Regions from separate parts of the Mus musculus genome. Here all the other regions are linked to region 2. The links are chromatin contacts, called in public HiChIP or PLAC-seq and promoter capture Hi-C maps. All regions are on one chromosome and are shown on one strand. Each heading gives the region's core, a stretch centred on a gene start, on an enhancer-like site or on the middle of the called end of the contact. The rest is flanking DNA. Distances are from core to core; before and after follow the strand shown. Region 1 holds the start of Nfatc2 (nuclear factor of activated T cells, cytoplasmic, calcineurin dependent 2). Region 2 holds the start of Sall4 (spalt like transcription factor 4). Region 3 holds the start of Zfp64 (zinc finger protein 64).

Region 1 (4,048 bases), core at 1,503-4,002, 180 kb before region 2:
CACACACACACACATGAGAGAGAGAGAGAGAGAGAGAGAGCGCATGTGCCTTTAAGTTCTCCTCTGTAAACCAGGAGTCAAATGCAGAAGCTGCCTGCAGGCGTGAGAGGTGTACCCACGGCTGCTGGTCAGGCCTCCCCAAACTTCCCTTTGTGCCTTTACTACTTTTCATATAGCATCTGTCTCACTGTTGACCCTTTTTCTGCTGTGGATTTGTGCCAGGCTCCTGCCCAGCTAATTTAAGGCTCATCACCAGGATGCTATCATCCCAGACGAAGGCCTAGTACCAAGATAAAGATCAGATCCGCTCTCGGGGAGTCCTGCCATGAAGACACAGAGAAGGGTGACCTCCAGAGCTGAAGCACGTCACATCTGCCTCCCAGGGCTCTGAAGTCCCTTCTGAGCAGCTTGACAACACCCACGCTTCCCCAACAGATTCCCAGAGCGTCACTAGCCGCACCTGAGCAAGGGTCTCACCTGGTGACTTTCCTAAGAACACAACTTGGAAGAGGGTTGCCAGGGAGAAGAAACTCACGTCCCCTGAGGGAAAGGTCAGGTCAACAGCTGTGAATCAGGCTGACAGCAGGACAGGAGAAGGGAATGGCCCCACATGCTGTGATCTTCCGAACATCTCTAGCCCTAATCTAACCATGAGGAACACATCACAGAAATAAAATAAAGCAGGGGTGGCACAGGCCTGTGACCCCAACTCTGAGGATGCAGTGGCAGGAAGCTGTCTAGTTCCAGGCCAGCCTGAGCTATGTGATACCCTGTCACAGAAATAAATTAAATAGGCTATATATAAGGTATTTATAGCACCTATTTCTAACACAGTGCTTCAAGGCTATCACACACACACACATACACACACACACACACACACACACACACACACTCACTGAAAAAGCATGGGCTTTTCTCAATGACAAAGTATCAGTATCAAACCGATACACCATGCTGATGTATGCCTTGCGGGAAGGGGTCTTGGATATCTGGGAACTCTGTGTTACTATCTCAGTGCTTCTACAAACGGAAAACTGGAACCCCCAAATAAAGTATATTATTAAAAACACAACAATAACACAGGGTACCAGGCTTTCCCATGGTCATTAAGCCACCCATCTGCTGGCCACGGAGCTCTGCTTGCCAAGAAAAACTATAAAAAGCACCTCCCACCAGATTTGGCTTGGAAACTATTTCCCCGGAAATCCTCACCCTCCACCCTCACCTAGAGAGAGAGAGAGAGAGAGAGAGAGAGAGAGAGAGAGAGCCTGAGAGAGGAGTGTGAATTCCCTGCCAGCTAGATAGGACTTTAATCTTAATGAATACACAGCCCACTGATGTGTGTGAATGGCTCACAGATTGCTAACTGTGTCTTTTCAAGGGAAACCTGTCCCTAGAACGGACCTCTAAAAAACATGAACACTGGCTCTTTGACTATTATTATCATCTCTAGCTGAAACGTAAAAATCGTCACTAAAGCAAGTCCCTCCCCAAAGGTTGTCCGTGAGGACCCTGCTGGAAGAAAGGGTTAATGCCACCAGGACTCTGCAACTCCCCAGCCTGGCATCAAAACCCTTCCTACGCACCAGGCACCAGATGCCCGCAAGCCCGCAGCCACTGAGGCATCTGGAAGCTGCCAGCAGGCTTGCCCCTGAGCCTGCCGCAGGCAAGGGCTGGGCTGTCAAAATCAGGAAACCTGGTTAGGTTTTCTTGTTTGCTCCCAGGCAACAAGTTTTCTAACCAGAAAATGCAATGTGAAGCTGGGCATAAAGCCTGCTACCGCCTCTGACAGATGCTGTTAAATGCTGGAGTGACAGAGGCGTTGCCCAGCCCCCAGCAATAGGGGGCCAGACTAAACTTCAGCAGAAATAGCCGGTCCTCCTCTCCCAGGTGCCCCATCCATGAGAGCATGGGTGAGGGGCTGGTGAAAGCTCACTTAGTAACCTGGTCCACCTGCAACGACTGGTAAACTCGGAGAGGAAATGGGCCAGCCTCCTGGCACCAGAGGCAAACCACCCTCAAGCATGAGACAGAGCCTCTTCCTTAGTTTCAACACAAAGTCCCCAACAACCGGCTCCCAGGATGCCGCAGGCTCACTGTCTCACAGCCTCAGGGGTAAGACTGTCAGGCTCAGCTGCAGCCTCTCTGACATCCTTGGGCACACGCCCCTCTACCTCTACCGAAGCCACTCTCAGAAAGCAAAAACATCTCCTCTACAGCCTCTGGGCTGAACTAGGGAGCTAACCATCCTTTGTTATACTGACAGTGACCCTCAACCTCCTGGAAATCTCCCCCCTCCCCCATGGTGTGGCCACTCTGGCTCCCCTCCCTGTCACTAGGGCAGGAGCAACCCCTGCTGCAGGCTCCAGGAGGAAGCCCTGCATCGGGTCCCTAGGCCCTGTCCCCGCCAGGGCTCTAGGACTAAGCTTGGGGAGCCTCTACCGACCTTCGATAGGGTTCAGATAGTCATAATCGAAGAGGATGGAAAAGTCCAGCTCGTCTTGGGGACTGCCCCCGGGCTCGTGGCCGGGGCCGTCCCCGCCATCGGGGTCGGGCTGCGGCTCCGGGACGTCCATGGCTCGGGGCGTTCGGGATGCGGGTTCGTATAGAGTCGCGGGGCGCAGAGCAGGGGTCACCGTATCTGTGGCGCACGGTGAGGCCGAGGATGGCTCACGGCGCAGTGGGTCCTGGACGCGTCCGGGGAGCGGGTGGCGGCGCGAGCTTCCTGCTCAAGGCACCTGTTGCAGCCTGGAGGGGGCGGGGACGGCGGTGGCTGGTGGGGCGGGGCGCCGCCCGGACGGGGAGGGGCACCGCCCGGTCTGGCCTGAGCGACAGGCCCAGACAACTTCTGCTTCACCTGCTGCTGTCTGACCCAGGGTCCGGTCAGAAGCTGTTGCCTGCGAGCTCTACCTTAGGGACCACTCGCTGAGCCTTTCCCGATTCCTAGGAGAGGGGCGCCCTGTCTTCTTGGGGATGCCCACAGCTATGGCTCATGCCAAAGTGTCTGTCTCTGATTTGCAAGCTCTAAACTCAATTGACCAGGCCTGGGCCACCTACCACGTGCCACCCAGCATATAGCAGCCACTGTGGGCCGGTTGGGACAAATTAGGGATAAAGATCATCACCCCTTTTGATAACCAGGAGAGAAACCAGCAGAAGCTGCGAAGGCTTTGGCGCCAGAGGGAAGTGACACGCGAAGTTTGATTCATGATGATCTGGGGACCCTGTCCTGGTAGTGAGAACAGGAAGTGGTCTGGTGTGTGGGAGGCAGGGCTGACAGGTAACCTGTACTTCCGGCTGACGGAAGATGTAGATTACCAGGCTCCTCCTCGGGTCTCTCAGTTCCTAGTCTGGATTCAAACCCAATATTATGGAATTTTGATCAAGCCCCTAAGGCAGAGGTTTGGGGTGACTGCTGAAGAACCCAGGGCCACCCTCCAAAGAGACTCCCAGTTAACAACTTCTCAGAGCAAGAAACAAGGTAGCAAAGCGGAGATGGGCAGTGCTCCCTGATAACCCCCACCCCCACCCCAGCATGATAACAGTCACCAAAACAGCTTTTAAAAGCCAGGCTCCGCTGCAACTGCAACCTCAAGAGAGGAGGTGATAAGACCAAAGATCAGAAGTCTAGGTGGGTGGAGCCCTCTGGTCCTGGTCACCCAAGCTTGGTGACAATGACTGCACTCCTGCCTGGCAAGCATTCTTCAGGGGGAGCCACTTCTCCACTGAGGAGGTGTATCTCAAGCCATCCATCACTGAGATGGGTGTGGTTGGTTAGGCAAACTGATAGTCCCAGTACCAGAGAGGCAAAGACAATAGGATTGCCTCATTTGAGGTCAGCCTGGGCTACAGAGGGAGAGAACTAGTCTTGCCACCAAAACCAAACCACTCTCATCTTTCTTTTCGGAAATCTTTGCTGAGTAACTGCTGCAGATGCTGAGATGCGGGCTACTGCAAGGCTATCCTGCTACCCTGGTCACAGGACACAGATGTAAAGAGCTGTGAGCAGGCTTTTCTAAACTCCCCAACACACTACAATCCAGTG
Region 2 (4,596 bases), core at 77-2,576:
CGGCGACAGCACGGCGGGCAGGGACGAGGGGCTCGCCCGCAGCTCCCGGCCGCGCTGAGGTCCTGAACTCCGTGGAGGCTCAGGCCGGGTCAGCCGCAACCCGACCTCTCCCCTTTCACCTCCCGGGCGTGTGCTGAGCAGTGCCGCCCGGGGGATCCGTGCAAAAAAATAAATAAAGGAGCGGGGGTGCGCCCCAGAGGGGGTGACCATGCACCCGCTGCCCGGGCCCCGGCCCGCACCCTCCCGCTGGCCGCGGTTATTTTTAGATAGTCGGAAATCAAAGATGGCTGGAGGTCAGGCCCCGAAAGGTTAGGGCGAGGACCGGCAGCAGGCGCCGTAGCCCCCGGGAAAGGCGGAAAGAAAAAAAAAGGTAAACAAAATATCTAAAATTACAAAAAAATAAAAGTTCCCTTCCTCCGAAAGGGAACTAAGCCCAACAGCCTCCCCCGCCCTCTGCGCTGTGCGGGTGGCCCGTACCCCGGCCTGGGGGTGGGGAGAGGTCGCGCCCCCTCCCCCCACTCGGCCTGGGAGGGGCGCGTGCAACAGATCGCCCTCCTCGGGGGGTCCCCCAGAGGTGCGCCCCTCCCCCAGGGGCCCCCAAGAGGGTAGTAGAGAGGGTGGGGAGACTTGGGGGTCTCTTTCTTTTAAAAGCGGCGCCACTAGAGAGGGGGTGAAGGAAGCCCAAGTTACCGGCGTAGGTGGGTGCTTATGTATCCAAAGGAGGGAAACCAATTATGGGACTGTGGACGAGGAGAGAGAAGTTGGAGGGAGAGGCAGAATGTGGAATCAACTTTACAATAAGAGGGAGAAAACTAGGGGGATTTGCAAAGGGGTGGGCGGGTTGAGGCTCCCTCCGAGGTGGGGGATTGAGGCTCCCTCCCTCCGCATCTCTCCTTTCCTGGAACAGAGTCCGGAATCCCCATTCCAGAATCGGCTCCCGGAACCCGCGCCCTCGAGGGACGCGCGGCAGTGCTAGGAGCGCCCTCCCGGGACGCACGGACAGTCGGGCGCACGGACGTGGCCGCAGCCGCACTCACCGGGTTCCTCCGCCGCCAGCGCCTCGGCGAGGTCGGGGCTCGGTAGCTGCTGAGGCTGCTCGCCCTGGCCCTCCTCCCAGTTGATGTGCTGGGGCTTCGCCTGCTTGCGCCTCGACATGGTGCGCGCATTGGGGCGCCGGGAAGAGCCCTGGTGACTTGCCCCCTCTCCGCCACCAATTCCTGGAGTTGGGAAATTTTAGCCCCCTTCGGCCGAAACGCGCATGTCCCAGTAATTATTATTATCAATAATGCATTGCGATTTATCATGAGCTCTGACAGCTGATTGGCCTGGGTCCAAGACCTCAGAGATCATTTAAATAAGCCCTCATTGATCAGGGAGGGGAGAGGCATGCTGGGCCTTGTAGTCCGGCCCTACATGTGACAAAGGCGTGTTCATCTAGGAAGCATAGCTAATTAGCATCCGGGCTCAGATTGGCCGAGGCGTGGATCGACTTGGAGGTGGGGGGAATCATCCTTGCGGCCACTATCCGAATTCTGAGACGGAAAAAGGAAAATTGGTTTATTGAAAATCAGGGCTGGACATGAAAGTTCTAGAACCGATGTATCTCGGTTACGCGCTCCACAAAATTATTGTAGTAATTGGCGTAGTTGATAACTACCAGCTGAGAAAGGTCTTTCCGCTCACAGAAAAATAAGTCGGTTCAACTTTTCCCTCTAAAATCAAACCTGAACAAGAGACTCGAGTCCCTTTTCAATTTTCTTTTTACGGAAATGTTAAAACTGCGTTTTGAAGTGGCCGGTGGTACCTTCTGTCCATCCCACCTCCCCATCTTACCTAATTTCAAGCTCTTCCGAACCCACCAGGGTTTGCATCCTTAAAATGCTGAGTAATACTCGCGGGATTCATATTCACGAGCCAGGATTTGTTGTAAACTTCCTGGATTTTCGGAAGCACTTCTAAACCACTGTCTGCTAACTGTAGAAAGGGCAGATGAAAAGCAAACTTGCTAGAAAACAATTCCAGAATAGCAAGTGGTTGCAGATTCTATCCCTAAAGCTGTTCAGGGCTCCCAAAAGGTACGAGGGTGTTTGTACTTAACTGCTTTCTAGAACACTGCAATACAGAACTGACTTACAGAAAAGCCACTTCCTCCTGAAGTTGTGTGGTCCTGATTCGGGAATGCCTAGAATTTCCTAAAAGGGTGTGTATGGATATAAAAATTTATTTCTCAAATCTACCTAAGTTTAATTGGCTAACTTCCTTGCAACAGTGTCTGAGCTCAGTGTTGAAGAAGTTCAACTAACTGGCCAGCCCCCTCTGTGGCCTTCCCATGGGACCTGTGGACAGCTAGATCCTTATTTGACTTTGCCTTCATTATGAGAGACTGGGCAGACATCAGCCTCTCCTCCATCTTTCTGCTTTGCATTTTCTTGATTAGCTATTTGTCGTTTCCTGCTTCTGAGAGGCTGGTGAGGAAGGAAGCGGGAAACAGGAGCCTGACCTCATGAGCATGCTCACCTGTGCCTGTGGACAACCCAGAGCTGAATAAGTCAGCTGGACCACAGGTTTGATATGCGTAGCTAGCACTGAGCCCTTACAGAAATGCCTGCTTTCCAGTTCTGGTCTTTCTTCTGCAACGTAGCTTGAATTACTTCGAGCGCAACATCTAAAAGAAATAGGACAGCCCCTCCTGCCAGCCAGGGTGGCGGCGTGGTGGCCTTGGCGGGGAAGAATCTGTTTTCATGCTGCATAAAAGCACTTGAAGATTCTGATACCGAGTCAGAAGGCAAATTAACACCTGCCTTCTCGCTGACTAATCTACCAATATTCTCCACACCTTTCTGGGAAAGGAGCAGAGCAGGCGCTATAACTCACAAATCTGAAGGAATGTACAGTTTACAACTCAAGAAAGATGAGCCCTTTAAGGGAAGCATTGTGTAATATGGTTCTGTTCCTTTATCTAAGTTAGTGATAGTTAGGGCATAGCAGCTCTATCTGCCCTGGAATGAGGTGGGGACCCTTCGGCCACGTCAGTCAGGATAGTAATAAGGAGATGATGAAGATAGCTTTCATAAGGCCAAGGTAGGAAGATCTCAAGTTGGAAGGGAGGCCCTGTCTTTTAGAGAGAGAGAGATTAGGAGGAGGAGAAAACAGAACAATAGTTTTTTTATTTCATTTTAGTTTTAGTTTTTGGGGGATTTTTGTTTTGTTTGAGACACAGTGTCTCACATTGCACAGATGGCCTTCAGATCCTGATCCTTGTAGGCTTCACACACACACACACACACACACACACACACACACACTTGGATCGTAGACATAAGACACTATGACTCTCCCACATGCTCCATGTTTATTGGCTGCCTTCATTTCGTGAACCCCAGCCGGGAATCGGCAGACAGAAGTGGAAGAAGCCTTTGGAGAGAGCCAGAAGCCGACAGAGGACGGAAGAGTCGAAGGCAAGTTGTTATTGAATAGCTTACAATGCCTTGAGCAGCCAAAAGACCTGGGTGGGGCCAGGTATAGGAAAGAGATAGGACTTTAAGGGAAGGTCTTCTGTCAGGGAACTCCATTGTAACTTGCAAAGCCCCTTTGTTTTCCGGAGTGGCTCCAGGCAGAACTGCTCAGCAAAGGTGGCGGACTGGTAAGTCAGCCTTAAAGCTGTCTGCGAATGCTGAACCTCTATTGTTCAGAGAGAGAGAGAGAGAGAGAGAGAGAGAGAGAGAGAGAGAGAGAGATTTGGAGCACATAAGCCCTTTTCATTCCTGTAACCCTTGAGGCTCATATCTCCCTTGGGCACATTTATTTAATTATTTGTTTATTCATTGACTGGGGTCCTCTGCAGCCCAGGCTGACATTCAATGCACTACGTAGCCTAGGATGATGGGAAACTCCCATCTTCCTCATCTCCAATGCTAGGATCACAGGTGTCTGGCTCCTTCTGGAGCTAAGGATGACCTTGAATATCCACCAAAGGTGACAGAATTGTGCGATGTATGGTTCTCAGTCTCTCCACCAACCACTGCCTTCTGCCTCTTCCCTTCCACTCTCCCCTGCTCCTAGCCCACACCTGAGCCCCAGTTTCGTCATGCCCCCCAACCCAGCCTTTCTTCTACATTATGACACTTATGCGTATGCCCAGCGTCTCCTCTCTGCCTCCTTTGGTGCGCACCATCTAAGAACGATTCTTTCTTTTATGGCATAGACTATATAGTTCAAGATTTAGGATAGATTTCTTTTTGTGGGGGTAGGATAGAGGCTAGTGGATGAGACAGGGTCTCAAGTAGCCCAGGCTGGCCTCAAACTTGTGGCAGTCGTCCTGCCTCAGATTCCCAATGGTCTCTCCTTACCATTGCCATGTGGGTCCCTGGGATCAAACTCAAGACATCCGACTTGCAGCAAGCATCTTTAGCAAACCAAATCATCTTGCCCGCCCTTGGTTACGTTTTGTTTTATTTGAGACAGAATGACCTCCAGCTTCACAAGTAGCCAAGGGTGATCATGAACTTGTGATTCTCCTGTTTCCACCTCCCAAGTGCTAAGATAACAGGCCTGCACCACAGTGCCTCATTTGAGCGGTGCTAGGGATGGAACCTG
Region 3 (4,605 bases), core at 1,336-3,835, 190 kb after region 2:
TGTGAAAAGGTTTGTTAAATAGATAACAATTAGTGAGTCTCAATGTGAGAAATTTAACTTTTATTCTTAAAATTTTCTTTTGTGGAGTTGTAGGGGTGGCTCAGTGGTTAGGAGTATGTAGGGGTGGCTCAGTGGTTAGGAGTATGTACTGATCTTGTAGAAGATCTGGGTTCTGGCCCCAGAACCCACAGTAGGCGGCTCATAACCAAGCACTCCCAACTCTAGCTCCAGGGCATCTGACACCCTCTTCTGGCCTCCATGAGCACTTGTAACCGCAAACAATTGCCCATCTCTAGCTACAAATAATTGAAAATAAAAACTGGATTTTTTTCCTCTTGTATAATAAAACTTACCCCCCCCCCAAAAAAAAAGAACAGTATAGGTTTCTGACACTTGTAGAAACATCTGGGAGAAATGGTAAGAATTGCCAGAAAAAAAAAACCCTCATTATAATATTTCCATTGTATCTTTCATGGACATTGCAAAAACACTTTCTACTATTTATGCTTAAAATTCTGAAGCTAATCTTTCTCCTACATAGTACCACACAGGCGTGTGCCACACCGTATCACTCCACGGTATCTACACATCATAAGGTAACGTCTGTAACCCGTGAAATTAAATACTACAGAACCACATTCGTGTAACACGATGGGGCTGGGCGTACAATGTGATTTTCTGTAGACTCCTTTGATTCTGTCCCGTTTCCTCCCGGACTAAGACATGGCATCTGCGTGTTATGGTGTCCTGTGGTAGACATACCAAGGACAAAGATGCTAGGGCCGACATTTTGTAAGTCACCTTGCAATGGGCGTTAGAAAGCAACAGAAGGCCTTCCTGCTCGGGACTGCTGCTGCCAGGTGGCTGCAAGAATAGCCCCAGGACTAGAGAAACACGGAGGAAGGAAGCCATATTTGCATAGCTAAGGGTGTCTTCGTGGTGGTGGGAGACTGGGGTCCAGAGTGAAGGAGTTCGGTGCTAAGTTATGCTCTGGTATTCACAAAAGGAACAAGTTGCAATGGGGACCTTTCTCAGCACCCTGAAACTGTCACAGTCAACAGGCACTTTACCCAAGGCTTTCTCATCTGCAAAATGGGGACAAGACAGATGATCTCTTCCTGAGCCAGCCTGCTCTATAGAGTGAGTTCCAGGACAGCCAGGGCTTCGCAGAGAAACCCTGTCGAATAACCAAAAAACAAAACCAAACAACAACAACAACAACAAAACAAAGACAGATCTCTCCTTAGGATCCTTATAGATAAATTCTCTGATGTGGGGACTGATTTCCCATTCCAGAGTAAGTCATCTGGTGGGGTCGTCCCTCTTTAAAACACAACCCGAAGTCCACAGCACTGGAAGACACTGAGACACATGGGGTGGGTGGGGACTGGGTTTAGAGTTCAGAGGACACTCAGGCAAGTTTGGGGAGCCAATGGCTATAATATCTGCAGTTAGCAAAGTGACTCAGGTGTTTGCGAACCTTGTCCACAGCTTTTCAAACATCTGAGGCTCCAGGCACAAGGAAAGACCTGGGATTCCGGCCCCACCCTCCCTCGGAGACCTGCAGGGGATGGACCAAGCAGCCTGTTTTGAACACATGCGCTCCAGGTGGCCGGTCCACGGTTCAGTCCGTGGCCCGTACTTTGGGGAACAAAGGCACATGGAGATAGCAATAGCTTATAGGATGTCAGGAAAATAGCAGAACCTCAAACTCACTGCAAGTCACCCCCAGCCAGGTCTTTCACACCCATATCATCCCCTACCCTGAGTGCCAGGATGGCTCTGCAAACCTGTCCGCGAGCCCCTCAGGGATGCTCCAACCTGAGCCACTGAAGCAGAAGTTTCCCTACCAGTTGGCCTGGATCACCCCACTTTCTCCTCTCCTCTGCGCCCCAAACTCCACCCGGCGGGGCAGGGGAGGTGGTGACAGTCTCCTCGCCGCGTGGCCTCCCCTGGTCTTGCCTCCCCTGGGGTACTGCAAGAGTTCCAGGCGGCTCCCGACCTGACACGCCGACTGGGCTGGCGGGGACAGGCATGCAAGGTGCGCCGTCACCCCGATCCCGGGGCCTGCTGGCTCTGTCCGGGCCAGGCCCCAGCTGCGTCTGTTCAGTACTTACTTTGCATCGATCCAGAAAAGGTGTCTCCTTCCACGCTCGCGTTCATGGCCCCAGACCTTGGGGCGCCGCTCCCGGAGCCCCACGGCTCGCTCTACATTATGCAAAGACTTTTCTCCTGCATATTTCCCGCACCAGCCAGTCTTCTCCCAACTCTGTGAGGCGGGGACGGATGTACAACCAGCGCCACTTCCGCTGCCTAGAGGGCGCTGGCCCCTTGCACCCAGCCCGACTCCCAGGCGGTGCTCTCCCGAGGAACCGGGAAAGGTCGTGGAGTCTAAGACCCGAGTACACCGATCCCTCCACCCTATCCCAGGCATGCCAGGGACTCTGTGGTCGCCTTGCGCCTTTGCATCTTGCCCTCCTGGAGACGCTCATTCCTTCGCAGATGCCAGGAGGATGCGCTGCCGGCCTGGGAGAGTGGAGCCCCAAATCCCGGGGTGCTCCCCTAGGGCAGATCCGGCAGCGTAACACCGGGGCGGGGCCTTTGCCCTGCTGCTGGGTTGAGCCGGTGAGATGGCTCAGCAGGGGTAGGGCACACGTCACCAAGCCTGGTTTCCTGCCAGCCAGCTCACATGGTGGAAACAGACTCAAGCATCTGCATGTACAATATAAGTAACTTAAAAAAAAAAAAAAAAGAGATTAGTGTGTAGTAGATGGGAGAATTCATTGGGGCTCTGCTCCACGGGGGCTTCAGTATTTCACGCAGCATGGAGGGTTTGTTAGAATTGCTTGGGGATGGTGAACTGGAAAGAAGGCATAGTGGCTAAGAGTCTGTGCTGCTCTTGCAACGAATCCCAGCGCCCACATTAGGTGACTCACAACTATTTGCAACTCTTCCCCGAGAATCCTGCACTGAAGAACTGACCTTAGCTCTAACCTTGAGCTTACCCAGAAGGTTCCACAGCCCCTTTTTATTTCCTGTTATGATCTAAGCCACAAAGTCACTCCAAGGGTCAGACTCTGAGAGGTTTATTGGGGAGGGGCTTAGAGTGGCTGCCTCTGGGAAGGGTGGAGGTGAGCAAGGGCGTTGATCAAAAAGAGGCGGGAAGAAAGTCCGCCTTTTAGGGACTATAGCACATGCGCAGGGGAGGAATGTGGCTCAACTTGGCTCCTACTGATGACGTAATTGCCGTCTCAGGGTCCCTGGGTAGGTTGTGGAAGATGTCTAGTAACTACCATCCCTCCCTTTCGTTCAATATAAAAGAGGAGGAACTAAGAAGGGGTGATGTTGAGGCCGGAGAGCAATTTGGACTATTTCCTGTTGTCCGGGGTTGTCGCATGTTCGGGCATTGCTGATCCTCACCATCAGGGCACACTCCGTAACCATGAGACTCAGGCTTTGTGGCTAGCAGCCCGTAGTCCCGTAACAGTAAATTAGTTGTTTGATTAGAGAGTTTTTTGAGTTTGTTGTTGAAGAAATGCCAGAGGAGAAGAAATTGATAAAAGAGGGTTCGATGACAGCCAGGAGGGGCAAGATTTGAACTGCCCTTTCATCATGTCTGGCAGCTATTGCGTGCAACAGGAATTGGTAAGAGCTCTTCTCCGTGTGTCACCCCCAACTTGGGGAAGAGAAATATTAGCATGCAAACTCCTGACCAACTAGGGTGGTAGGCCAGAGTGCCACAAAGAATCGAGGGGATATGAACGGGCAGGCACTGGGGCTGAGATGAGGTAGCAAGGTTACGGTTTTGTTGCAGTCTAGGGAACGTGTCCCAGGTGCCATAAGACAGTTTGTCACACCAAAGAGGATGATATGAAAAAAGGGAGTCAGAGTGACCCCAGGCTCAGTGAATTTGGTGAATGGGGAGGGAGGGTTATTTGACAGGGTCACAGGAGAAGCTATAAGAGGCAGTTGTGAGCTAGTCCCAGGAGGCCGTCTCCACAGCCAGCCATCTCCAAAGCTGCCACATTGGGTGACATTAAGGAGTCAGTAGGCTGAGGCCAGATCTGAAGCAGGAGACAGGTTTGTATTATTTAGGAGAGGGCACATCAAAGATGTCAAACACACCTTGGAGGAGTGTTTAATTACCTCCTTCACCTATCTCCAGAGGTTGGGTACTCAGTCGGGATGTATTTTCTCTGATATTAATTGTGCTCACTGGGTGTCTGGGGTTGAAGCGATGGTAGTTTACCAGCGATGTGCATTTCCTACCTGGGATTCTCTGGGTCCCGGATTTAGAGGCAGATGGCCCCCCCCATCTTGTAGGTGGCTGAGGGAATCAGGATGAGCTTGTATATATGATGAATAGTATGGGTGGCCTCCATATCTGCCTGGCCACTCTTTACAATAACTTTTTTTTTGGCCTGGCCATAGAGGGAGCAGACAAAAACATCATTAAAATGAAGGAGAAGGTGGATATGGGGGTGATGGGAATTCTAACTGGCTCCTGAGAGCCTGCTATGAAACAATTTCCTGACCCTATTTGGAGGGACTTTGCTATAAGTGAGGGTGTCTTGAGTCTGAATCTCCATATGTCAGAGTTCCAAT

The links. HiChIP or PLAC-seq counts read pairs in DNA pulled down with a chosen protein or histone mark. Capture Hi-C pulls out chosen DNA fragments and counts their contacts.
Region 1: a contact with region 2 is called in a promoter capture Hi-C map of pancreatic islet. The contact joins the promoter of Nfatc2 here to the promoter of Sall4 in region 2. A contact is called at or near these places in 4 of 39 promoter capture datasets (embryonic stem cells, hippocampal neurons, liver and 1 more) and 1 of 9 other capture datasets (pancreatic islet).
Region 3: a contact with region 2 is called in an H3K4me3 HiChIP or PLAC-seq map of embryonic stem cells, with 31 read pairs. The contact joins the promoter of Zfp64 here to the promoter of Sall4 in region 2. A contact is called at or near these places in 3 of 39 promoter capture datasets (embryonic stem cells, hippocampal neurons and stem cell-derived epiblast-like cells), 5 of 484 Hi-C or Micro-C datasets (all in embryonic stem cells), 6 of 115 datasets of contacts at active chromatin or transcription factors (embryonic stem cells, extraembryonic endoderm stem cells and stem cell-derived neural progenitor cells) and 3 of 9 other capture datasets (adipose tissue, embryonic stem cells and pancreatic islet).

What each region holds. Positions count from the first base shown.
Region 1 is chr2:168,587,613-168,591,660 of GRCm38.p6, forward strand. Nfatc2 (nuclear factor of activated T cells, cytoplasmic, calcineurin dependent 2) reads right to left here and starts at 2,753. Exons shown (of 11, transcript NM_001136073.2): 1 at 2,450-2,753. The coding sequence starts at 2,579.
Region 2 is chr2:168,765,875-168,770,470 of GRCm38.p6, forward strand. Sall4 (spalt like transcription factor 4) reads right to left here and starts at 1,327. Exons shown (of 4, transcript NM_175303.4): 1 at 1,038-1,327. The coding sequence starts at 1,155. It overlaps Gm14261 (predicted gene 14261), which reads left to right and starts at 269. Exons shown (of 2, transcript NR_166178.1): 1 at 269-370; 2 at 908-2,236.
Region 3 is chr2:168,953,002-168,957,606 of GRCm38.p6, forward strand. It overlaps Zfp64 (zinc finger protein 64), which reads right to left and starts at 2,586. Exons shown (of 6, transcript NM_009564.2): 1 at 2,118-2,586. The coding sequence starts at 2,163. It overlaps Gm39993 (a long non-coding RNA gene), which reads left to right and starts at 3,082. Exons shown (of 2, transcript XR_867023.3): 1 at 3,082-3,645.